Linked DNA regions of Mus musculus: regions 1 and 2 are each linked to region 3. A link is a contact called in public HiChIP or PLAC-seq data. All regions are on one chromosome and are shown on one strand. Each heading gives the region's core, a stretch centred on a gene start, on an enhancer-like site or on the middle of the called end of the contact. The rest is flanking DNA. Distances are from core to core; before and after follow the strand shown.

Region 1 (4,789 bases), core at 816-3,315, 130 kb after region 3:
CCTCCCTGTGGGTGCTGGGAATTGAACCTGGGTCCTTAACCAGTCCTCTTAACTGATGAGCCATCTCTTCAGCTAGAACTTTGATTCTTGAAGGTGAGATTCCCAGAGACTAAAACTAAACCCAGATGCCAAGAGGGAGGAGTCTCATGGCTGGGGCTCTCTGTGTGTGTCCCTCTTTCTGTCCACAGGTAGCAAGGGGACATGGCTGGGGCCCTCTGTGTATGTCCCTCTTTCTGTCCACAGGTAGCAAGGGGACATGGCTGGGGATCTCTGTGTATGTCCTTCTTTCTGACCATAGGTAGCAAGGAGACATGGCTGGGGCTCTCTGTGTATGTCCCTCTTTCTGACCACAGGTAGCAAGGGGGCATGGATGCTGCCCTCTCTGCACAGTGGGGTGGCATGTGAACTCCTCTTGAGAAGGTAGGGAAAGCAGGTGGAGCACAGTGGGGTCAACTGGCCAAGCGATTCTGCCAGGAAACCTAGAATGCGACAAACCTATCTCTTGACCCATAATAGTCAGAGGGAGGGAAACTGTTGGTTTGTCCCCTGAGCCACCACCTATGGAATAAGTGTTGGGTCAATGTCTCTAGCCATGCAAACAGACTCCAAGATGTGTTTTGATTTTTTTTTATAGCCCTTAGTGCACCTCAATTGCATGCTAATCCTCCTACCTCAGACTTTGAAGTGCTCTGCTCAGCTTGGAGATGGTTTGCACATGACCTCCCATGATAATTGAAACATATTTGGTCTCAAGTAACAGAGGGCTCAGCAGTCAGTGACTTGAGTTGTAAAGACATGTGTCAGGGCTGGAGAGATGGCCCAGCGGTTAAGAGCACTGACTGTTCTTCTTAAGGTCCTGAGTTCAAATCCCAGTAACCACATGGTGGCTCACAACCATCTGTAATGAGATCTGATGCCCTCTTCTGGAGTGTCTGAAGACAGCTACAGTGTACTTATTTATAATAATAAATAACCTTTGGGCCGGAGCGAGCTGGGTTGACCGGAGCGAGCAGAGATCCTAAATTCAATTCCCAACAACCACATGAAGGCTCACATCCTTGAGTACAGCTACAGTGTACTCATACATAAAATAAATAAAATAAATCTTTTTTTAAAGACATGTGTCACACAGTTCACACAACAGAAGTCTGGAGGCATGTGAATCAAGATTCTATGGAACAGTAGCATTGATGGTATCATCTGAACTCAGGCTTTCTGGATTGGTGAACTCTTGGTAGCTAAGATTAGAACTGCTCTCCAAGATTCTGAGTTCAGTTCCCAGCACCCATACCAAGCAACTACCTGGAACTGCGTTTTCAGGGAACCAACATCTTCTGGACTCCACAGACACCGGCACACACATGTGTCAACCCAAGCACGGCTCTTATAACTATTATAAATCTTCCTTTATTTCCCCTTTCTGCCCCACCATATTAACTCCCAATCTGTAGATTGTTGCCTAGTGGTCTTAAGATGGCTGCCTTGGTCCCGTCTACAGTTTTACTCAAGACAGGAAGGGAGAAAGCCAAGGGGAAAGTGGATTGTATCATTTATCAGGAAAGAAAAGCATTTCTCAGAAGCCCTTTTTGAAAAGTGCCTTCACAGTCCAAACCACACAATGGACTCCACCCCTCCACGGCTGGAACCCATTTAGAACAATACAGAGTGAAACACCAATGGTTGGCTGGGTGTGGTGATGTATGCTTGCTATTCCAGAGCTCAGGTGAATCAGGAGTTCAAGGCCAGCCTGACAGTTTAAAGGCTTTTGCCAGAGCAGAGACCGGGAAGACCAGTAGGCAGGAATGGATGCGCTTGAGTGTTTAAAAGAGTTCCCCCTGAACCTGGGTGCATTGCCAGCTGGACAGGTAGGGATTCTGGTGGCATAGAGAAAGGGGCAGGGGAAAAAAATGACTGCTGGGCAGAATGAATGATGTTTGCCCTGTGTATGGTAAGAGCAACGGAAGCCAGGACTCAAAGAAAAACCAGGAGAATGACGTCAGCCTGCCTGGGGCTGGGGCTCAGAGAAAGTTTCTTGGAAAAGATGACCCCGCCCCCACACATACACCTCCAAGTAAGGTCCTAAACACTCTTAGCCAGCCCAGTTGATGGACGGCAGGATCAAAGCAGAGAGCTGTGCAATAGCATAGTGGAAACACAATTAGATCCTGAGCTAACGGGGAATACAGAGACAGAGGTCCATGTGGGGTAGCTAAGAGGCACCAGGCGAACAGCTGACAGAAGCTAGTTTTGAGGCAGTATCTTACACAGTCCGGGTTGGCTTCAAGCTCTTAGGCTGGCCTTGAACTCCTGATCCTTCTGATTCTCCAGAACACTGAAATTGCGAGCATACATCACCACACCCAGCCACCTATTTCACTTTTACTCTGTATTGTTCTAAATGGGTTCCAGCCCTGTTGGGGTGGAGTTCCCTGTACATTTTAGACAGCTGGCTTCAAGCTGGAGGGGTAAGCTGTGAGGGATGCAGCGAGGGAGGGTATCCAGTCAACGGCTCCCTTTGCTCTCCACATGGGAGCTGCTCAGGGTTGGGAGAAGGATTTTCCAAAGTCAGGCTGCTGATGTTTCGTTGACAAGATAGGCAGGATCCCAAGGCACGGATCTCTGGGAGGGAGAGATGTCTCCAGAGGGCTGGGATACTCTAAAAAATGTATGTTAGACTGTGCAATCACATACAGTTTTTTGTGTCCTGGGAATGAAGGAAGAAAAAAAGGGGCCAAAGTAGTCCAGGGACCGCAGACAATTCTCAGCCAGACTCTGAAGACTTGAACAGACTGTGCCGGCTAGTTTTATGTCAAGTTGACATAAACTGGAGTCATCTGAGAGGAAGGAACCTCAACTGAGAAAATGCCTCCATCAGATCAGGCTGTGGGCAAACGTGTAGAATATTTTCTTAGTGAGAGCCCAGCCCACTGTGGGTGGTGCCACCACTCCTGGGCTGGTGGTCCTGGGTTCTATAAGAAAGCAGGCTGAAGAAGCCTTAAGGAGCTAGTCAGTGAAGAGCACTCCTTTGTGGCTCCTGCACCAGCTCCCGTCTCCAGGTTCCTGCCCTGTTGAGTTTCTATCCTGACTTCCTTTAATGATAAACAGTCTTATGGAAGTGTGAGCCAAATAACCCCTTTCCTCCCTCAAGTTGCTTTGGTCATGGTGTTTTATCACAGCCACAGTAACCCTGACAGGAATACATGAGATATTCATGTACAAAGGAAACTCATGGGCAGGACTTCCTGAAGAATCTGGGAGCACATCTGGGAGCACCGCAGAGCAGAAAAGAAGACGGGATTGATAATCTTAAGACAAGGGGCTGGAATGTGCAGTCCTGGGCAAGGGGTCTTACAGAGTAGGATTGGAGTGGCTGGGAGCAGACAGGAAGGGAGGGGACACTGGGAGCCAGCACAGAGGCACTCCATAGTGTCAGGCCAAATCAGGAATAAGAGCATTGGGAAATAGGCAACTGATGTCCACAGAACACTACCCACAAAGTACAAAAGGCATATCGGGGAGTCGCCATGTTGCTCACCGTCCCTCTCCTTACTCCTCAGAGGCAGCCTGCTTCTGCTTTGTTAGCTTGCTTGCGTCGGGGTCTTGCTATGTTGCCCAGGCTCAGTTTGAACTGGAACTGCTCCTCGGTCTGCTTCTCAAGTGCTGGGATTATATTGTGTGTACATACCTGTGCACTCGTGTCTGCATGTGCGCTCGCGTGTGTGTGCAACCAGGGGAAGATAATGTCAGGGTCTAGTTACACAACCCAGGCTAGCCTGGAAGTTAGGCTCTCCCAGCCTTAGCAGCCTGCCACACCCCCAGGTGCTGTGATTACAGGCAAGGGCCACCATGCCTGGCCTTACTCATCTTTGAAAAAGAAAAAAAAAAAAAACCCAAAAGAAACGGTGGCACATCTTATGTCTGTCTTGTCTTCTCCTGTGTGTCTTCGAGGTTCTTACCTAGAAATGGGGTGTTGTGCCACCCCAGCTTTAATGCCTGGGGGGTGGGGCACTGTGGCATGGATGTCCCATTATTTATCCAGTCAGCCCTTAGCAGTCTTTAGCCTGGCTCTCTTCTTAAGACCTTATGATGATATGATACTTCCTGTGTGTGTGTGTGTGTGTGTGTGTGTGTGTGTGTGTGTGTGTGTGTGTGTGGTGTATGTTTGTATGTGTTTGTGTATACTTGAGCACTCGAGCACTTGTGCACTTACAGCAGCCAGATATTGATGCTGTGTATCTTCCTCAACCTCTCTCTCTCTCTCTCTCTCTCTCTCTCTCTCTCTCTCTCTCTCTCTCTCTCTCTCTCTTTTGAGACAGGGACCTGAAGCTCACTAACTGGTAGATTGGTTTGCCATGGTGTCCCTTACCACTGAGGTACATCCATGCCACAGTGGCATCTTTTCCTGTTCCTTCCCTACAGAGTTTTGCTAGTGCATAGTTTGCTGTAAGTTCTAGCTTGCCAGTAAGTTATCTCTACAACCTCTGCCCCAGCCCCAGTGTTACAGATGCCCTGGCCTTTATGTGTATGGTGGGGACTCAGAGCCTCATGCTTGCTGAGCCATCTCCCAAGTCTCCATGCATTTGATATATTGGTTGAATAACCAACCAAAAGTAGAACTGTTGAATCTAAGCATGCTTAATTTTAGTAGGTATTGGATTTCCTAGGCTTCGTACCCATCTTTGTGCTCACCTTGAATGCCTGAGAAGGTCCTGTTTCCATGGCTCTTCCCTAATGATGTGCTCACCGGTGAAGGGGTGAAAGCAGGAAAGAGGGGGAGCCGTGGACCAGC
Region 2 (4,416 bases), core at 24-2,523, 230 kb after region 3:
TGACTGACATTAGAATTACCCAGCGGTGTGTCTGTGTGGGAGTATCTGGGCCAAATTAGTTGCCGTAGAAAGTCCCACCCTGTGCTCAGCACCATCCGTGGACCTTGGTCCTAGACTGAATAGAAACCAAAGGAGAGGGACGTCTGAGTACCAGCATCTCTCTCTCTCTCTCTCTCTCTCTCTCTCTCTCTCTCTCTCTCTCTCTCTCTGCTTCCTAACTGTTGCTGCAATGTGGACCAGCCACCTCATGTTTCTGGCCTCCCTGCCAAGATGGATCATATCCTCCAATAGGAGACAGGGAGATGGTTTGATAGGTCAAACCTGAGGTCAGTCCCCAGAACCCATATCAAAAGCCAGCTGAGGGGCATGCATCTGTAACCCTGGCACTCTCAGAGCGGGATGGGAGACACAGGAACCGTCCAGAAGTTCAGCGGCCAGTTAGCCTGCGGTACACAGGATGGCAGAACCAATGAGAGACAGCGTCTCCATACAGAGAGAAGGAGAGAACTGACTCCCAAGTTGTCCCCTGGCCTCTTTACAGTGTATGCACTATGGTACATCAGCCTGCCTGCACAGGCTGTGGTATGTGGGAGCTTACACACACACACACACACACACACACACACACACACACACACACACACTAAATAATAAGAAAATGATGAGCAGAAATAAGCCCTTCCTTTCTTAAGCTGTTTCCGTTAGGTACTTTGTCACAGGAGTGAGGTAAGCAGTTAATATGGTGGAGGGTGGGGTGGGGGGCAGTGGATCCCAGGGTCAACCTACTTCCCAGCTGAGTAGGTACAGGTGATCTCCACCTACCCCAGACCCAGAACTGGATGGTTGGGTAGGCTGGCCTGAAGCTGGGCTTTTTCAAAAGCTGAAATTCTGCTGTGGAAGCCAGGGACTTTGTGGGACTGGGAAAAGGTTCCCCGGGCAAGGACACAGGGCCCTGTCAGAACAGAGTTGACCTCTGTCCCAAGGTGCTCTACAGTAGAGTGTAGTGTAGACCAAGCAGAAGCAGGAAGACCCTATCTGAACCTGTTAACCAGGTGGCCACATGTCTAGCTGACAGTCAGTCATCTCGTCTGGCTTTACCACCCACTGTACTTAGTCATCCCAAATCCAGTTAAGAAATATACTGTGTGCCCTTGGCTCTGGTTGGTGTCTTGTTGCTCCTGGCTACAGACGCGGGAATCTCCAACAGTAGGCCAGGAGATTCTAGAACAGTGGTTCTCAACCTATGGGTCGGGACCCCATTGGGGTTGCATATCAGATATCCTGTAGATCAGAGATTTACGGTGTGATTCATAACAGTGGCTAAATGTCAGCTATGAAGTAGCAATGAAAAATGTTAAGGTTGGGGGTCACCGCACGTGAGGAACTGTATTAAAGAGTCGCAGCATTAGGAAGGTTGAGAACCGCTGTTCTACAAAGAGACACAATTTATAGAGGCTCCTTAACCCTACCTTGTCCTATGAGAACCCAGAAGGCAGTGAGCCAGGATGAAGGTAAGGATTTTGGGGACTCTCAGAGGATCCTATTCTTTGGGAGGAATTTGAGGTTTTGCCTCTGGAGACACTGAGGAGTCCTAGAGTTGGGAAACCTCCACCCCGTGGCTCAAGCTTTTGCTGTGCAAGAAGCAAAGGTTACAAGCTTGCACCAATTCTCTGAAATGGAGGAACTGTTTTCTCATTTGGTTGTCAGAAAGGGGAATTCCGAAGACTAGCTTTGGGCCCTGGCTTTGCATCCAGCCCAACCATTTCTTAGAAGCCGGTTGCTTTCTGGTAGTACCCTCCCACCTCCAGCTATTGGCCCGTTGTTTTCTGGTCATACCTCCCACCTCCAGCTATTGGCCCGTTGTTTTCTGGTCATACCTCCCACCTCCAGCTATTGGACCGAGCCTGGCAGATAGATGGATCTATGGAAACTTAGTGTTCAGAAAAGACACAGACTTTAACAACTCCCTGTTTGGAGTTGGAGAACTGGAATGAAGAAAGGTCACACCCCACCATCAGATAGATGCTCACCAAACCTCCTCTCTGTGCAGTACCCTGGCTGCCTCTCCCGGGAGCATTCTGTATGACCAGATGAGGCAGTTATCTTTATCCTCATGGTCCTCATGTTCCCCTTGTCCCTGAGCAGTGGAAACGGCTCTTTTTTCTTGAGCTGTGGCTCAGGAGATATTCAGAATGGTGCAGACAAACCTGTTATCCAGAGGCACTGATTTATATTCTCAGCTATTCCAGAGGCGGGGGCAGGAGGATTTTGTATATGTCATAACTTTTCTCACTGTTTGTGGCTGCTAATATTACTTAAGTACTTTCTCAGTAGATGGCCTGCATCTGTACTCATGGCCCGGTCTCCACAGGACCCAGGTGACTCTTCTGAATCTCTTTGGCACATGGCTGCCATTCAGTGCCTCAGCTGCTCAAAGCACAGGGGCAAACGGCCACCATGTTGAACAGCGCAGATACTGAAGCCCTCTATTCATTGCAGGAAATTCTACTGGATTCCTTGTCCAGGACAGACATGGAGCGAAGGAGATGATCTTTCCGTCGAGAGACTAAAATAATAATGAACAATAATGATAACAGAGGCAGAGATCTACTGAGAGCTTCCCTTCAGGGCAGGCCCAGCGCCAAACTCATAATCCTTACCCAATCCTGGGCTCAAGGAGGTTACTCAGGGTCACTGGAGCTAGCAAATGACTCTAGTTTTTTGTGACCTCTGAGTCCAGCCCACTATCTTTGCTGCTGGCAGCCCCAGCCCCTGCCATGCCCCCAGGAATTTAGAAGCCCCTGGGGAAAGGAAGGAAGGCAAGCAGCACTCATTTTACAAGAGCAGGAATTAAATAAATCAGTACATAATTAACATCATCACATCTCCCTAAGACCGCTGACTAGAACATTGCACTAATGAGGGCAAGGTGTTGGTTTTGAGTCCCAGGAGCATAGTACAGCAGCCACTGTAAAGGAGCCAGCCCACCACCCTGGAAGAAGCCCTAGACACTAGAGGGGGTGTGTCTTCTGAATACTCAGGCAGGGATCCAGATAATCTGTCTCAGACCTAAACTGGCTGCTGCCTTCCGGACCATGACAACCCTGGGGACATATGGGAGGGGCTTACAGGGCTTTTTGAGGGTTTGGCTTGGCTCAGAAGGTCCATCTTTAGCATCTGCTAAGAATGTCAAGATTGCTGGGAGAGTTGTTGGTCATCTTCCCTCAGGGAGTGGTGAGAGCAGACAGTTCATCAGACATGAGGATCTCGCTGGGGACAGGCAGGGGTGTGAGATCATCCCCACACAGGGACTAGGGCATGAAAGGGCTCATTAGGTATTCGTTTATGTAAATTCCCCCTCTCTGGGCCTACAGGATGGCCAGTGGGTAAAGATGCCTGTCATCAAGGCTTAATGTAATGACCTGAATTCAGTGTCTGGGACCCACATGGTAGAAGAACCGATTCCCCAAAATCATCCTCTGACTTTCACGTGTGTACCACACTACATATATGCACCCACTCCTCCCTTAACACACACACGAAAGAAAGAGAGAGAGAAAGAAAGAAAGAAAGAAAGAAAGAAAGAAAGAAAGAAAGAAATGCAAAGACAAAACAAAAACAAACCCAGCAAAATATGTAGACAGGTGTGGTGGCTCTTAACTCCAGTATTCAGGAGGCAGAAGCAGGTGGGCATCTTTTGAGTTCAAGGCCAACCTGATCTATATATAGCAAATTCCAGGCCAGCTAGGGGTACAGAGTAAGACCCTGTCCTAGGAACAAACAAGCAAACAAAAAAAAAAAAACCAAAAACAAACAAACAAGCAAACAAAAATAAAAATAAAATCTCTTTCCATCATTGTCGAAAGGATGGTAAATGCTCCAGCCACTTAAGACTACCTGGCAATCAGTCTACAGTGCTAACTATGGGGATCGTATAGGATTCTGGGCTGTATTTCTATGAATTTTCTGAGATGATCTCAAGGCTTATGTCAGGGCTAGAGAGACAGTTTGGCATTTAAGAGTACATACTGCTCTGGCAGAGGACTCTGGTTCAATTCCCAGCACCCACATCAGGCCATTTAAACCCCTTGGAACTCCAGTTCCAGGGAATCCATCGCCCTCTACTGGCCAACAAGGGCACCTGCATGCACGAGGCGCACATGAGCTCACAACATCAATCAATGTAATAAACTGAACAAAACCGGACTGAATCTGACACTTTTCTAACCCAGTATGATGGAGGACACACCTTGTTCCTCAGGGTCTATGGTCACATGGGCAGAGCAGTGCAGTAATCAGAAAACGGGTATCAGAATATGTCCCACCAGCCATGTCACCAGCTATGCAACCCTGGGAGCTAACCTACTCTCCAGCCTCAATTTCCCAACCAGAGTATGAGAGCCAAAATTCCTACTC
Region 3 (4,698 bases), core at 1,041-3,540:
ACAGTACCCTAGACTGAAAGTTTATAAAAACAACACTGGTACTTGGTCCTCATGAAGTCTCTTTGCTTCTCAATTCCAAGTCTCATGAATTCTTACTAGAGTTATATAGTTTTATCTTTGAAAAACAAGAGGCATGAATATTTTCAGCAAGAGACTCAGCTTGTTTTCCACAACTGCGAATGTTATATGTACAATACTATTTGAGTGACAAACATCCTCACTAGAGCAACACAAATCAGCTGTATATATGCCTTTCCTAAAGGGAGGGTGCTTCAAGGTTCACTTATCCAAAAGAATATAAAACACGACAGCGCTTTCATGTAAAGGCATATCTTCAATTCAATTCACTTCACTTCAGTATTTAGCCTTTGGTCCAGGCTCTCTAAACAGTGGCTGACAGAGTGGAGAGCTGCAATCAGGTATTTGTAGAGGATGACTCTAAAGACTGATTAGATGGTTCATCAGTCCACAAACTCTTCAGTTAAGAAGCCCTTACTCAGGAGGAAGAAGTAGGTGGATCTTTGTGAGTTTAAGGCCAGCTTGATCTACATAGCAAGTTCTAGGTCAGTTTGGTGAGACCTTGCCTCAAAAAACAAAACAAAAGAAGCTTTATGCTGCATTTCATAAGGGATATGCAATTTGGAGCTGTTAGTATCTGACAGGTCAGTTACCCTCAAAAACATTATGAGCTTAAGCCCCATGTTGCAGCCTGGGGACAGTTGAAACACTGTATCCGAGTCCACTCTGCCATCCACAAGATCTCACTGGTGACCTTCTTGATGAGTTAATCTGACACACACACACACACACACACACACACACAAATGCCCCCTTAATTATCTCTTGATTCCCCTGAACTGAATCCCTTATTGGCCACTCTTTCTTCTTTTTTCCTTCTTCTTCTTCCTCCTCATCCTTCTTCCTTCTTTCTCCTTCTCCTTCTTCTATCTTCAAGACAGGTTATCTCTATGTAGCCCTAACTGTCCTAGAACTCTCCTAGAACTCGCTCTGTAGGCCAGGCTGGCCTTGAACTTAATCTGCCTGCCTCTGTCTCCTGGGATTAAAGGGGTGCTACCACTGCCCAGTTTATCTATCTGCCATTCTTTTTTTTTTTTTTTTTTTTTTTTGGTTTTTCGAGACAAGGTTTCTCTGTATAGCCCTGGTTGTCAACTCACTCTGTAGACCAGGCTGGCCTCAAACTCAGAAATCTGCCTGCCTCTGCCTCCCGAGTGCTGGGATTAAAGTTGTGAGCCACCACGCCCAACTTATTTCTCAGTTTTAACTAATATTCCCTGGTTGGCCAATTTTAAAGACAAGTCCCTTCCCGCATCATTTCTTTATCTACATCACTTATCCTTTCCTGCTTCTCACAGAATACAGAAAAGACTATATCCAGAAAGACCTTTTCACTCTGCCAAACTCCATCCTTTTACGAGCCTGTTCAAGAGCATCCTCTTTATGAAAATTTCAAACTGACTTTGCTATTTCTGGTTACAGAATCTTACTGTACTTTTTCATGCAAACGGATAACTTCCGTTTATTGGTGGGGATGTATACATAGCTCGTTAGAACCCAAGGAAGCCGTGCTTTTTCCCTTTACAGTCCTTTTACAGCTAGACTCACAGCGTTTGACCTTCAGTAAGGTCTCAGATGATGCTAGAATCTGGTTACCTTTCCAGATTTAATATTAATGAAATGCAGACCTAACATTTAGCAAGTCTTAGTTGTTCAACTGCCATTGCACTTTGGCTGCTATCTTACAAGTCCGTAGCTTAGGCAGAGAAAGTGACCATTTAATCACACATTTTTCAGAGAAGAATTGATAAGGTGGGCTTGGCGGCATGCTTTAACCAAGGAGGAGGCGATTTGGAAAATGATGGGAGAATTAACACTCAGCCTTTATAGCTTTTCTGAACTCTGAGACATTCTTCTCTTTGATCTTTAAACGACCAGGTCTTTCTCTCAGTTCTCCTTGACTTTCGGAAGACACTGAGAACCGGGAGGTGAAGCCACCCCGCCAGCGTCTGTAAAGCCTTTAAGCGGCCCGCGGGGGATCGCACCTCCCGGGTCTCAGAGTCGCTGAGAGGGAGGGGCACATCGCGGCTGGCTGAAGTGTCACGACGCTCTCCTCAAGTCCCGGGGGTCGCTGGGTCCTGGGACTCACCTTCTCTCAACCCGCGAGCTGGAAGCCATAACCAGCCAGTGGCAGCGGGGCCTGCCAGGAACGCTTGGAGCTGCCGCCCGCAGCCTGACACCAGAGCCCTGAGGGCCGCCATCTTGGAACGCACCTGACCGCGTGTGCACTTCCGCTTCCGGAGCAGGGGTGTGCGCAGCCGCTGTGCGGCGGGAGGGTTTCTCGTGGTCACCGATCCCTTCTGTTTCTGTCACCTCCTCTGTCTGTAAATTACACGCCACCCGGTTTCCTTAGTTTTTCTTCCTGCTGGGCAGCTTTTGTGACTGAGGCTAGACCTGTCAGGACAGATTGGGATGGTAAGGACTCTGGCCCTCAGCATCAGAGGTGGAATACAGTTGACCACCCCTCCCACCTGCCGATCTTTGTTGCTAATACACACTTTCTTTTCTTTTCTAAAAGATTTATTTATTTAGTTAGTTAGCTAGTTATTTAATGTATATGAGTACACTGTAGCTGTACAGATGGTTGTGAGCCATCATTGCTTGCTCTCCTGCCCAAAGATATTATTATATCTAATTACACTGTAGCTGTCTTCAGACACCCCAGAAGAGGGCGTCAGATCTCATTACAGATGGTTGTGAGCCACCATGTGGTTGCTGGGATTTGAACTCAGGACCTTCGGAAGAGTGGTTGGTGCTCTTAACCGCTGAGCCATCTCTCCAGCCCCTTATACACACTTTCAATCTTTGTGTTTATATACACTTCCCTGATTTCTTGCAGGGTTTGGAATTATAGAATGCTTTGGTCAGGAGACAGGATTCCTACAAATGACTTTGGTCAGTCCGCCAGTGCAGAGAGGAATGCGAAGCTGGGCCACCCTAGTCACCCTTGTGGCTGCATCCTGGGAAGCCCAGGGCATCCCTAGTTCTTTATGAATGGAAACAACACCGCTCCCCCCTCCCCCCCTATAAAGAGTCACTGCCAGCGTTTCCCACATTGGCACCTCTTTTGTCCTTCACTGTTTTGGAATGAACAGACCTCTCTGCGGAGAAAAGGCTTTAGCCTCTTTTTCGGTCTTCTGTCTCCCTACACTGCCTAAGAGATCTAACATTTGGTGTCAAAGCCCGGGTTGCTGCACCACCATTATGCTAGGTTATTTAAAGGCAGCTGTAGAGAGACAGAAAGAGAGGCTCAGTTTGTCCTTAGCAGGGACAATGCTTATTCTCAGCAAGGGAAGATGGGCAACAGCCCCTTACAGGAGTAGAAATGACTTCGTAGTCTGAAAGGGAAGCTGAGAGATGTGGCCTTTCAGCTGGAAACAATCAGTTAGCCCATGCATCATAAAAGGGAGCTCACTCAGTTGGGGGTGATGTAGTGGATTCTGACCCATTAAGTTCTTCCCATGGATGTACACCTTGTGTGAGCATCCATGGGCGGTCATGCCTGATCTCTCCCCCTACAGAGACCCTGACGAGACATAGAAGAAAGAGCACGCAGCCAATGAAAAGGCTGTGGAAAGGAGGAACTGAAGGATGTATGGGTCACCCTGGCTCCTGGGTTCACTGCTGCTCCACCAGAGGTGGCAGACTGAGGGGTGTGCATGTCCTCCTTGTGCCTGTCCAGCAGTTTCCTACTGAAGGCTGGAGAGCCCGGCCAGCACTGGGTTCCCACTGCTCAGGCCACTGAATGGGCTGGAACTGAACTGAGTGTTTCTGGGCTGTTCTGCTTAAATCAAATGGCAAGAAGCTAGAGGAAAAAGACAGTTTCTAAAACGAACGAACGAATGAATGAATGAATGAAGAAAATGGTAAATGATATTTTCAAAACCAGCTTTCATTTTCTATAAAGACAGGTTAAAAGAAAACAGGTAACCTGGTCATAGTAGAAAAAAAATGAAGGAAAAAGGAATAAATACAACAGAGAATCCTGAGGTGAGCACCAATTATCTTGAACAAGGAAATCACCACGGTTCATGTTTATTCATTCATTCATGCTCTTTGTTGTGAGCCATCTTGTTTTTCTGAGCCTGTTTATTATTAGCTCCTACATGACAAAACAATTTTGTGCCACCATATTTTGCTCAAGAGGTTCTAACTAACTAACTAGCTAGCTAGCTAGCTAGCTAGCTACAGGGTTTTACTGGCCGTCCTAAAACTTGCTATATAGACCAGGCTAGCCTCCCAAAGGCTGAGATTAAAAGTGTGCATGTGTCTTCAAAAATTTCTTTAAACACACACACACAACCTATTTTTAAAATTAAAGAATTAAGCATGTAAGTAAAGTACACCAATCTTCAGTGGACAGCTTGATGAATTTCCATAGAATAAGTCTATTTTCCATGCTAACAAGTAGAACACAGTCAACACTCTAGGACACTAAGTTGTACATCCTCCCAGTCACTCCTCCCAAGGATAGCTATTTTCTCAATCTTTGGCACCACAAACAACATTTTCCTGATTTGACCTTTATAAAGTATTTTCTTAGAATGCATATCATTTTAAATATCCTTTTCTCTGTTTGGATCATCCCCACGTGGGACCATTACACATAGTGCTGGGACAAGC

The links. HiChIP or PLAC-seq counts read pairs in DNA pulled down with a chosen protein or histone mark.
Region 1: a contact with region 3 is called in an H3K27ac HiChIP or PLAC-seq map of embryonic stem cells, with 6 read pairs. The contact joins the enhancer-like site here to the promoter of Mrps18a in region 3. A contact is called at or near these places in 2 of 39 promoter capture datasets (the HPC-7 cell line and pre-B cells), 2 of 115 datasets of contacts at active chromatin or transcription factors (embryonic stem cells and pancreatic cancer cells) and 2 of 9 other capture datasets (adipose tissue and liver).
Region 2: a contact with region 3 is called in an H3K27ac HiChIP or PLAC-seq map of cardiomyocytes, with 3 times the contacts expected there. The contact joins the promoter of 4930542M03Rik here to the promoter of Mrps18a in region 3. A contact is called at or near these places in 1 of 39 promoter capture datasets (frontonasal cranial neural crest), 3 of 484 Hi-C or Micro-C datasets (brown adipocytes, myocytes and nephron progenitors), 13 of 115 datasets of contacts at active chromatin or transcription factors (bone marrow-derived macrophages, cardiomyocytes, embryonic limb bud and 4 more) and 3 of 9 other capture datasets (embryonic stem cells, embryonic trunk and pancreatic islet).

Annotation. Positions count from the first base shown.
Region 1 is chr17:45,976,482-45,981,270 of GRCm38.p6, reverse strand. No RefSeq gene overlaps it. Among named protein-coding and RNA genes, the nearest start is that of Gm36122, 30 kb to the right of the region's middle. Within about 2 kb of position 2,065, at least 8 of the 459 cell types and tissues checked have an H3K27ac peak or open chromatin away from gene starts, as enhancers often do. A contact at or near this core is called in embryonic stem cells, where this site is marked.
Region 2 is chr17:45,878,309-45,882,724 of GRCm38.p6, reverse strand. 4930542M03Rik (RIKEN cDNA 4930542M03 gene) reads left to right here and starts at 1,273. Exons shown (of 2, transcript NR_152136.1): 1 at 1,273-1,511; 2 at 2,500-2,876.
Region 3 is chr17:46,108,596-46,113,293 of GRCm38.p6, reverse strand. It overlaps Mrps18a (mitochondrial ribosomal protein S18A), which reads right to left and starts at 2,290. Exons shown (of 6, transcript NM_026768.3): 1 at 2,165-2,290. The coding sequence starts at 2,276.